Linked DNA regions of Anas platyrhynchos: region 1 is linked to region 2. The links are chromatin contacts, called in public Hi-C maps. All regions are on one chromosome and are shown on one strand. Each heading gives the region's core, a stretch centred on a gene start, on an enhancer-like site or on the middle of the called end of the contact. The rest is flanking DNA. Distances are from core to core; before and after follow the strand shown.

What was found. A called contact is a pair of places that touch in the nucleus more often than the background predicts.
Region 1: a contact with region 2 is called in a Hi-C map of liver, with 2.0 times the contacts expected there. The contact joins the enhancer-like site here to the promoter of FOXN3 in region 2. A contact is called at or near these places in 2 of 8 Hi-C or Micro-C datasets (liver and skeletal muscle).

Annotation. Positions count from the first base shown.
Region 1 is chr5:18,137,310-18,142,422 of IASCAAS_PekinDuck_T2T, forward strand. FOXN3 (forkhead box N3) reads left to right here. Exons shown (of 8, transcript XM_027459039.3): 5 at 2,482-2,547. Among named protein-coding and RNA genes, the nearest start is that of TRNAT-UGU, 64 kb to the right of the region's middle. Within about 2 kb of position 3,007, at least 2 of the 8 cell types and tissues checked have an H3K27ac peak or open chromatin away from gene starts, as enhancers often do.
Region 2 is chr5:17,968,652-17,973,191 of IASCAAS_PekinDuck_T2T, forward strand. FOXN3 (forkhead box N3) reads left to right here and starts at 3,284. Exons shown (of 8, transcript XM_027459039.3): 1 at 3,284-3,451.

The DNA.
Region 1 (5,113 bases), core at 1,757-4,256, 170 kb after region 2:
GCCTGGCTGAGGCCTCCTCCTGTGCAGCCAGGCCCTCCTCTCTCCTCCATCTGCGGGAGGACGACCCAAAGCACCTCGTCCTCGGTCCTGCTGACACCACCACAGGTGCCTGTCTCTGCTGGGGCTTCACGGAGCTGCCTGGTGTCCTCCGGAGCATACCGATATAAACATGCCAGGCACCACAGCACGTGCGGATGGGCTTGAATCACGGGTGTGCTTTGGAAAGCAGCTGCCGTGGATTCAATAGTGTGTTGTAAACAGCTCATATTAGTGTCATGAAGTCATTACAGAAACATGGTGGTGCCGTTACTGGTCTGAAGGCTAAGAATACACATTTCAAGATAGACTGGTTGCATCAATTTTATCTGAAAACACAGAAGCTTGTTGCACAAACAAAACCCAAAGTCAATAGGAAATGTGTTTGGTTTTTTGTTTTGTTGTGGGTTTTTTTGTATGTTTGTTTTTTGTTTTTTTTCACTCTGCTGTGCCCTTTTATTCTTTCAGCAGCAAAATTAACTTTATGCTACGGTGTTAGCAAGTAGTGGGACTTTATTTAAAGTAAAACAAGAAAATAAAATCCAGGAACAGTCTATAAACAAATGCTGAAGTTGGCTGTACAAGTTAGGACAGTAAATTCAACTTCTAGCAGTCCTTTATGTTGTGAAAGAGATGGAAGAATTCTGGTTTAGTTTGGATTTACTGTCTTGGGCTTCTTTGCTTTTTTTCCCCCCTTTTATTTTGAATTTAGGCAGATTATCCCTCTTCAGTTTGACTAAAGGGAAACTTCTGCTGTGTGGTCTGTGTGGTGTCTGGACCCAGTGCTGCAAAATGGCACGCATTCAGGGCTTAAACTGTTCGGGGGTGGCACTTGCAGCACAGATGCTTGCAGCAGGAATATTGCTTTTGATGTACCTTCAGAGTTGAAAACTAACATAAGTTGGTACAGCTGCTTTTTTGAGGAGTCTGCTGGTGACTTTTGGAAAAGAATATGCTCATCTGTCCAGGACACAGACAGGCATCTGCTCCTCAGTATGTTTGCACCTTTTATTCTGGTAGTCTGCTGCTACTCCGACTTTAGTTTTCCGCTTACTACAGTGTTGCTGTTTACTGTTTCAGCAATTAAATAATAGAGTAGCCATATTAGGATTGTATTTCCAGCTGTGTTATCACAGCAAAATAGTACATGCTTAAACTAGTAAAAAAATATATATTCTTAATGGGTGAAATGCTCTCTACACCATTTGCATTGTTAATAACTTGCAGGATTTTTACTTCACATCACATTACTCTCCAGGAAACAGATATGAAATATATAGATGTACAAAATATTTATTTTTTTTTTTTAACAGTGAAAAGTAATTTTCTGACATAATAGCCAAAATAAAGAGCCATGAAGCTATTACCAGTAAATTGAATTTTTTGGTATGCAATTTAGCATAAATACTAACAAGCTGCAAAAATAAAAATAAAAATAAAATAAAAACAAGAAACCCGTACTCATTAGTCATTCAGTTTAGCAGCACGGAGGCAGCAGTCGACAAGGGTGTGCGTTTTTATGTCTGCTTCAATTGCACACTTCATTTATTCGGACACGGCATAGGCGGCTTTCTCTGTCACACGGCACGATTAGCGAGTTGCGCCCCAGGGCAGCTGGGACGCTTGGCTGGGGCAGATGTTCTTTTCAGCTTATTCAGTGGCCGTTCTTGGGTTGTTTACTGTTGTCATAGCTACCCACATTTCCATGGCAGCCGTGCTGCTGTGTGTGAAGCAAGTGAATATAGTTATAAAAGGATCATATTTTGTTCTGTCTCTATAACTTACCATCTGTCAACTGACTGTTGGTGATGGATTCAGAAACCAATTTAAGAGTAACAGCAGCAGGCTGATGATTTTTGCTTATATTAAAGTGACAATGGATAAGGATGCAAGTAAGTTGGTGCTTCAATGAAATGCTAGCTTCTTTTTTTTTCTCTTCTCTCTAAATCGTAGCAGTTTTGCTCCCAACACTTTCTCAGACATGACTGAAATCCTTACTGACAAATGAAAAAGACCAAGCGTCGTCTTCTGTACTTGCTCAGGTGAAGGTGTGTCCTTATGCTTTCCCTCTCTTCTGTTGGCTTGTCCCGTTGTGCTGATACCAAATTGCGATGTTGCACCTGCTTTCACCACAGATCCTGTGTAATGAAATCTAAATACCCGTCACAAAATTAAACAGCGAATTTGTGAGGCTAACAGAGGCTAATGTGCTACCGTGCACACACGAGGACGGTGTGGTGACATTCATCACTGCGCTCTGCTCAGCAGCAGTATTGGGATCACATGCAAGTTTGGGGGTGAATACAATGTGGGATCAAAGAGCCATCTGAGTAATGAACTCTTACACCTTTTCACTGCAGAGATTCAATTGAACCTATAGTTTAGCAGCGGGGGCAAAAAGATTAGCCCAGTTGTAAATAATGTATTTATTGGTTGATTTTCCAGATCCTGACATTGATGCTGCCACTGCCATGATGCTTTTGAATACTCCCCCTGAGATACAAGCAGGTTGTGAGTAGATATTTCTATAGCATATAGCAACATAGACATGTAAAGTTAATATTCTCTTTTGTAAGTATACAGCATACCAGATAAAAAGAAGGATTTAATGAAGAAATACAACTTCCCTTTTAGACCCTTACACTTCCTTGACCCTTACATGAGTGTAATTTTGTGGTTCATGTTACAGTCATTGTTACATGAATAATAGTAATCCATAATCTCTAATGTAAAAGAGGGGTTATTGTTATTCATGACATACACGTAATTGAGTAACGTACTATTATCCGTACTGATGGAAAGACCTGGGGCAACAGCCAGGAGAAAGGCAGGGAGAGAAAGAGAGCAAGAGAGCGGAGGGTACACGGCATATGGTTTTGTTTTCATTTTGTTTTGATTTGACTCCCATCGTGTGAGTTACCACAGCCATCTGGATACTTTCCATTCACTTGGGCACCGTTTCAACTCCTTCCTTGCACGCATCCTGCCCACTTCCCTTTTTTGCACTGTCTGATTCAAGGCAGTAGGCAGGCAACAGGGAGTAAGGAAAAGTCTGATTTCCTGCCAATACAACCCTTCTTGTTCTGTGACCAGACCTGAGGGTTTGATGCCGTGTATTAGCAGAGCTCTGAAGAGGCTCCGGTCCCCACTGTACTGGGCTGCGCACATGGTGGGAGAATCATCCTGCCCCAGAGAGCTTACAGCGGAGGTATTAGAGGAATCCATGGAGGAATACAGCTGCACAAAAGCAGGGAGTGCAAGAAAACAAACATATCACTGGTCAGCAAGCACGGCAGTAATGCCAAGTGACAGGCAGCTCTAAAAAATCAAGGCAGAAGTTAAAGAAGAAGCCATTATGAAGCCTGTCTAGCCTCACCGCTATTGTTCTAGCTCAGGCAACCAAATCCAAATTCCAGGGGAAGCCTTGATTCGCGCTTTGATACTCTGCCTGGGGAAGAGTCAATTACCATCAAAGCATCTCCTGCGCAACCGAGGGAAGCTATTGTCAGCCTGCTTTGTGACCCTGCCAGAGAAATATCTGTTGAGAAGCTCCTGTGGGGGGAGAGCGTGATGTACCAAGAAACAGTCCGTACCAGAGAGGCTGGTCCTTGCCCTCATTTCCTACACAGCCTTCAGGAGCTGTGGGCAGTAAAAGTGAGCAATTCCAGCTATGTATGGGTAGGAAAAAGGAAAGATTTTATCGGGGAGAGGAGGTTATTGGTGGGGTTGCAGGAAGAATGAAATGAGAGGTCTTTAGAGGATGAGAAATTGCATTATGTCAGAGTTGTGGGGGGGAGGGGAAAAAAAAGAGGAAGAGAGTGGCATAGAATAAGAGTGCAAGACAGGTTGTGAGTGAGAGACCAAAGAAGAAATGTAGTGGTATGTGCACAGAAAAGCATGGCGAGAAATCACAATAATCCAGACTTCCGGAAGAGCCATGGAAGGGAGGAAATGCGTAGTATGCTGCACATACTAAACACACACGGCAGATTTTTGTGTCATGTACATGTTTCCCAGTGCTGTAGCTGTTTGCATGGAAGTGATGTGGACACTTTCATGTCATAGAGATCTTAGAGTGTGGATTGGAAAATGGCTCATTGCCATTTCAGTTTGTAGAGGTCATTCTGAGGAAGGAAACTGTAACCTTTTGTGAGTTTGGCATGTCTCTCCTCCATGTCACCTTCCCTGTGGGCTGTTGTGTCAGGGCCTCAGAAGTGAGAGGGAGATGAGAGCAGGAAGGTGGCTCCTTCACTCATGTTGCTCCCTCCTCGATGCCAGCAAGTAGTAACGATGTCTTCTTCTGTGCCTTTACAATGACATGCTGAGTCTACTCAGTTCATGAATCCTTCCAAATGTTGGGTAGGATTGACTGGAGCCAGGAGAAAAGGCAGGAGTGTTGATTATAACCTCAGAGGTCCTCTAAATTATGAAGGAGAAATATTTGTGTGTGTGTGAGAATGGACCCTTGAGGAAATAAATCAGCATATTGTACAAATTGCAGTAGAGTCTAGCTTATCTACCACGTTAGGAAAATCTTAGACAACTTAAAGCAAATTAATTACTAGTGCACATTAAGAAACAATTGCATGAAAAATCGCATTTTAAATTCATTTTCAAATAAAAGGCAAGTGGGCTATAAAAGTTTCACAGCAATCCTGAGCATCGTATGGAAGCTCACAATTCATTCTGTGCTCTGTTAGTGACTGCAGTGCTCTGTAAATCAACCTGTAAATTATCAGTGCAGTAAGCATGCTGATATTCTTTGGCGCCTTGAAGATTTAGGATTCTGTTCGTCATATCACACTGTGGTATCAAGCATGCGCTCAAGCCATCAGGGTTGCAAAATGTCCTGAAAATATGTAAACGTCACTGTGAACCATGGATATATCCAAAGGAGGTTATGGCACAGTCCAAACTCATGCCTGTGTGGATGGTTGCACATGCTGGCTTTTTACTTTGAAGGCATCTTGTTGAACTAACAGCTGCCTTTCCAACAGGGTGAAAATCTGTGCTTGTCTGGGCAATGTGGATGCTAAAAACATCTTCAGGAGAAAAGTTAGCTACAGCCATCATTCAA
Region 2 (4,540 bases), core at 2,034-4,533:
AGAGAACTGTTTAAATGGAGGCTTTGGAGAACAAGAACCCAAAAGGGATTGAGAGAGCTCAGATCTGCAGATGGCTAATTCTGTAGATGTTGAAAAGAGTACAAGATAAAGTGGATGTGACTTTTTTTTTTTTTTTTTTTTTTTTTAACCGATATGCTTTATTTCAGTGGTTAAAAGGCTCTTCTGTTTTACCAGTGTTGTTTGGGTCACACAGGAAGGATGAAGGTCTCTGTTCGCATGTACATGCGAGCTTGGAGAATGCACCAGGTACGTGGGCTGGAGCTTGCTGTGAGCGTGCCAGAACCATGTTATCCCATCTGTGGAAAGGTAAAAACTCAAGGCCTGACACAAGCAGAGGGTAAGTCAGAAAGACCACTGACAGCCAGAGATACAGCAGTAACCATAACAACACCATCATCTTTCTTGTAAGTCCTAGCACGTAATTCTGCTAATGACTTTTATTAAACATTTAAGCCTTAGCCTTCAAGTGATTCATATTTGTTACAAAAAACCGTCCCATTAACACAAAGTACAAGCTGAAACAAAGTTAATGAGCCCTAATACTTGCAGGATAATTCAAAGTTTAAGGGTGATATTAACAAAAATAAAATAAGGAAGAGCAGAAGAAATCCAGTTTCATTGTCCACCAGAGAACCTGAGTTTTACCCTTTCGGTTCATAAAACCAAGTCTATTGCTCAAGTGACTCTTATGCTGTTATTAAAGTCGTACGAGAGCACATAGATGTGCATAATTAAGTACCCCTGTGTGGCCATAAACAGTCTGCCTGGCTGTCCATGGGGAATGCGAGTGGGACTTGATTCATAAGCATGAAAGAGGGGATGTCATTACTGTAATCCCTCTGTATTTCACGGCGTTGTCCAGGGCTCGGGCCCATGTGGTGGAGTGGTCAGGCACAAAGCCCTACCAACAGGGGCCAGCTGTGCTCTGTGCATCTGAGAGGCAATAGGGAAATGACCTGGGTCTGCCTATGTGAGTATTTGTCCTATGAAAATCTTCAGTGGAACCCAAGTCAGGCAGCCCAACAACTGAGGCACTACAAAAAGTCATTAAGTGTGTCTGAAAATGCAGTATATTTTTATTTGTCTCCTGGTTTCGCAATCAGATACTAATGGCAAATGGGTAGATGGAATAAAAGTCACTGACATCTCCCTACCCTTGAAAACAAATGGTGTGGCTAAAACACTGCTGTTTTTATCTTTGCTTCCAAGTGAAGAGACTAAACATGCTCCAGAAACAAAAAGGGTAAGCAGCACAGCTATAACATGCCACATAGAAAGTGACGAGTGAGCATTTGTATGGTGACCAATTTCCTCCCGCAGTTACGTTTATTTTAATGTGGCTCCCATGAAGCATGATACCTGGCCTCTTTGCTCCCCAGCCAGCCTGGTCTCAGCAAACAACTTTGGAAGTGCAAAAAGGGAATGGGAAAGCACGTACTGCAATGGAGCCAAGGGCTGGGCAAGCACGGGACCACCGTGTGCATCTCCTGCAACAGCTCCTTGTATTGCTCCTTGGTAAATAACCTCCTGGTGCTACAGCACCATGTAGGAGATGTTCCCAAGAGGGGTCCCTGCGGCAAAGCACCCCGACACCGGAATGTTTTTCTGGGGGTGGGAGAGGAGCCCCCCCCAGTGCTCTGCATGCCAGAGGCCAGGAATAACCCAGCAGCTGCCAGCTGGGGAGCCCGGGTTTGCAGGCTCTCCAGGAGAACAAGGCTTAATGAAAAACACGAAGGAGAATTAGATGAAATGGGCTGACTTGGACATGGGAAAACGTTCTGCAACATAAATCATAAATTCTCCCCCGTTTGGAGAGAGGTAAGAATTTCATCTTCATTAATTTCATCTGGCAGATACAGATAACAAAGCAGCCCTCTGTATGGGAGAGTGAACATCGCTAAGGCTGATGCAAAGAGACAAGATGCACTTGGAGACAGGAAAAATACGTTGCTGAGAAAGTTTCCACTATTAATATTTTTCCCTTGCAAATGTGGGTCTTCTAAACCACTCTTTTTCTTTAGGAAGGATCCAAATGAAGAGGAGGTGGGAAGCAGAGTTACAAAGCACCTAAGAAAGCCTCAAATACACGAGTGGGAGGAAGGAGGAAGAAATGAAGGAATAATGAAGCTTGCATCACTGGGAGCAAACAGAGGAAGGGAAATGCACATACTTGTGGCTAAATTCTGCAGGAACTTAGGCTGAGGTTTAAAGCTGCTGCGGTTAGCACAGATACAGGCGCAGAGCAATTCAGACGACCTGATCAAAGGACAAAGAAACGCTGCTGCTGCTTTCATTAGGAAAATTACCTGGCTTGGAGTTAATGGGTATGTACAGGAAAAAGTGCTTTCTTTATAGCGTTGACACGGAGTAGACCTGTGAAGGGTAATCAGCACCTGCAGTGCCTACAATGACTGTGATTTGGGGATTCCTTGAGTGGGGCCAGGACTTTGCCATTCACGGAGGCTCCCGTTGGCATCCGTGGGATTCCCAGATGTGGCGATACTGCAAACAGATAATTACACTTTCACAAGCAATTCGCAGACGCCTTGTTACTGACGTGGTGCCCAGGGCCCCCTGCATTAGGCGTGCTGACAGCTGAGCCAAAACGCTTCGCTCCCACCTCTCGGGGTGGTTTCATTAGGACTACACCGGGTGTTTCTACACAGTGAGCATCGCCAGCAGCCACCATGCCGACGGCTGCCTACCTGGGCTAGGAGCAAAGCCTGGAAAAACAGAACTGTGAACTTTGCCTGGGGGCCCCCAGGGCTGTGTACACCCCATGGGACAAACACAGTCTGTCTGCAGTGAAGAGTGAGTTTCGGGGAAGCAGCCAAGGTCACGGCCTTCTGCACAGACATAGGCGCACCAGGGACACAGCCGGGACCCCCAGAGGCGGGGGTGCAGAGCATGTTGTGGCTGGGTGGTTTTTGTGATTTTCACGAGCAGAAGGGCTGGGCTGCTCCTTTCGACATCCACCTGGAGAGCCAGAAAAAGGGGCAGCGGAGCCATCCTTCTGTTCCCACCACAACCACACGCACAAAAATCCACTTTTTTTTTTTTTTCCCAAATCTGATCACCGAGGATTCCCGAGTTACAACTCTCTGCATCCTCCTGACCTCCAAAGGTCGCCCTGGGCCTTCTCCACCTCCCTCCAGCCCAGCACCGTCCCCGGGCCCCCCTGGCTGCGCGGCGGGCAGGGAGGCGGTGTCGGGGCGGCGTCGGGGCGGTGCCGGGGCGGTACCGGGGCGGTGCCGGTGCCGGGGCGGGCCCGTGGCCCGGCGGGCGGCCGGAGGGGGCGGCGCGGGCTGCGGCTGCCTCCCGCCGGGGGCGCGGAGCGGGGCGGCCGCGGGGAGCTCCCACCGCACCGCACCGCACCGCACCCAGCGCACCCACCCAGCGCACCCAGCCGCCGAGGGAGCGAGGCGCGGAGGTAACGGCGCTGTCGATCCGCGCGGTCCTCGGGTACTGCGCGGCGCTGCCCCGGCCAAACTTTTGGGGCCGCTCAGCCCCGGCCCGGCCTCGCGGGGTCCCCCCCTCAGCGCCCACCGGGGCTCCCGGCGCGGCCCCCCGGCCAGACAAGGGCACCGCCGGCGGGGCTGCCCCGGCTGCGCTGCCGGGAAGGCGCCCGCAGCCTGCGGCCGCTCCGCTCCGCTCCGCTCGCGTTCCGGGGCCGGCTCCCGGCTCGGCGGCGCTGAGCGGCGGGGGCACGGCGGGGCGAGGGGGCGCTCGGTGCCTTCTGCTCGAGCCGGGGGGGGGGGAGGTCGTGGTGTTCCCCGGGCTGGATGTTGCACAAAACCGTGGAAATGAGTTTGTTTGGTTCCAAAATGTGTATGTGTGTGTGTATCCGTAGTACAAAAACGGGCAAACCGTGGAAATGAGTTTGTCTGGTACCTATATATATATATATATATATGCGTGTATATCCATAACACAAAAATGGGCAAACCGTGGAAATGAGTTTGTCTGGTACCTATATATATGTGTGTGTGTGTGTGTGTGTGTGTGTATATCCATAACACACACAAAAATGAGCAAACCATGGAAATGAGTTTGTTTGATACAAAAAATATAAATATATATCCATAACACGCAAGAATGATCAAACCATGAAAAAGAGTTTGTTTGATACTGTGTATATATATATATATACATATATATATATCCATAACACACAAAACCATGCAAACCACGAAAACGAGTTTGTGCAGTACCAAAATGTATTTATACACGTATACCCATAACACTGCACAGTGGAATGAGTCCGTGCACTATTCAGTTCTGCCCGGCTGTGGGTGCAGTAGTGGGGTGGCAGGAGCCCCGCTGTGCCCGGTGCCCGGCGGAGGCCAGCGCCCAGCGGTCTCGGTGAGTGCGTGAGGCCGCCCGGCTGTGGGGCAGCTCTGGTAGGAGAGGGACTGTCCCAGGAGTGCAACATCTATAAACACTTTTCTGATTGGTTTAAAAATTTAGACACAGGAAGCGGATGGTATCTAATAACAGACAAGTGGAGACACTGTTGTCA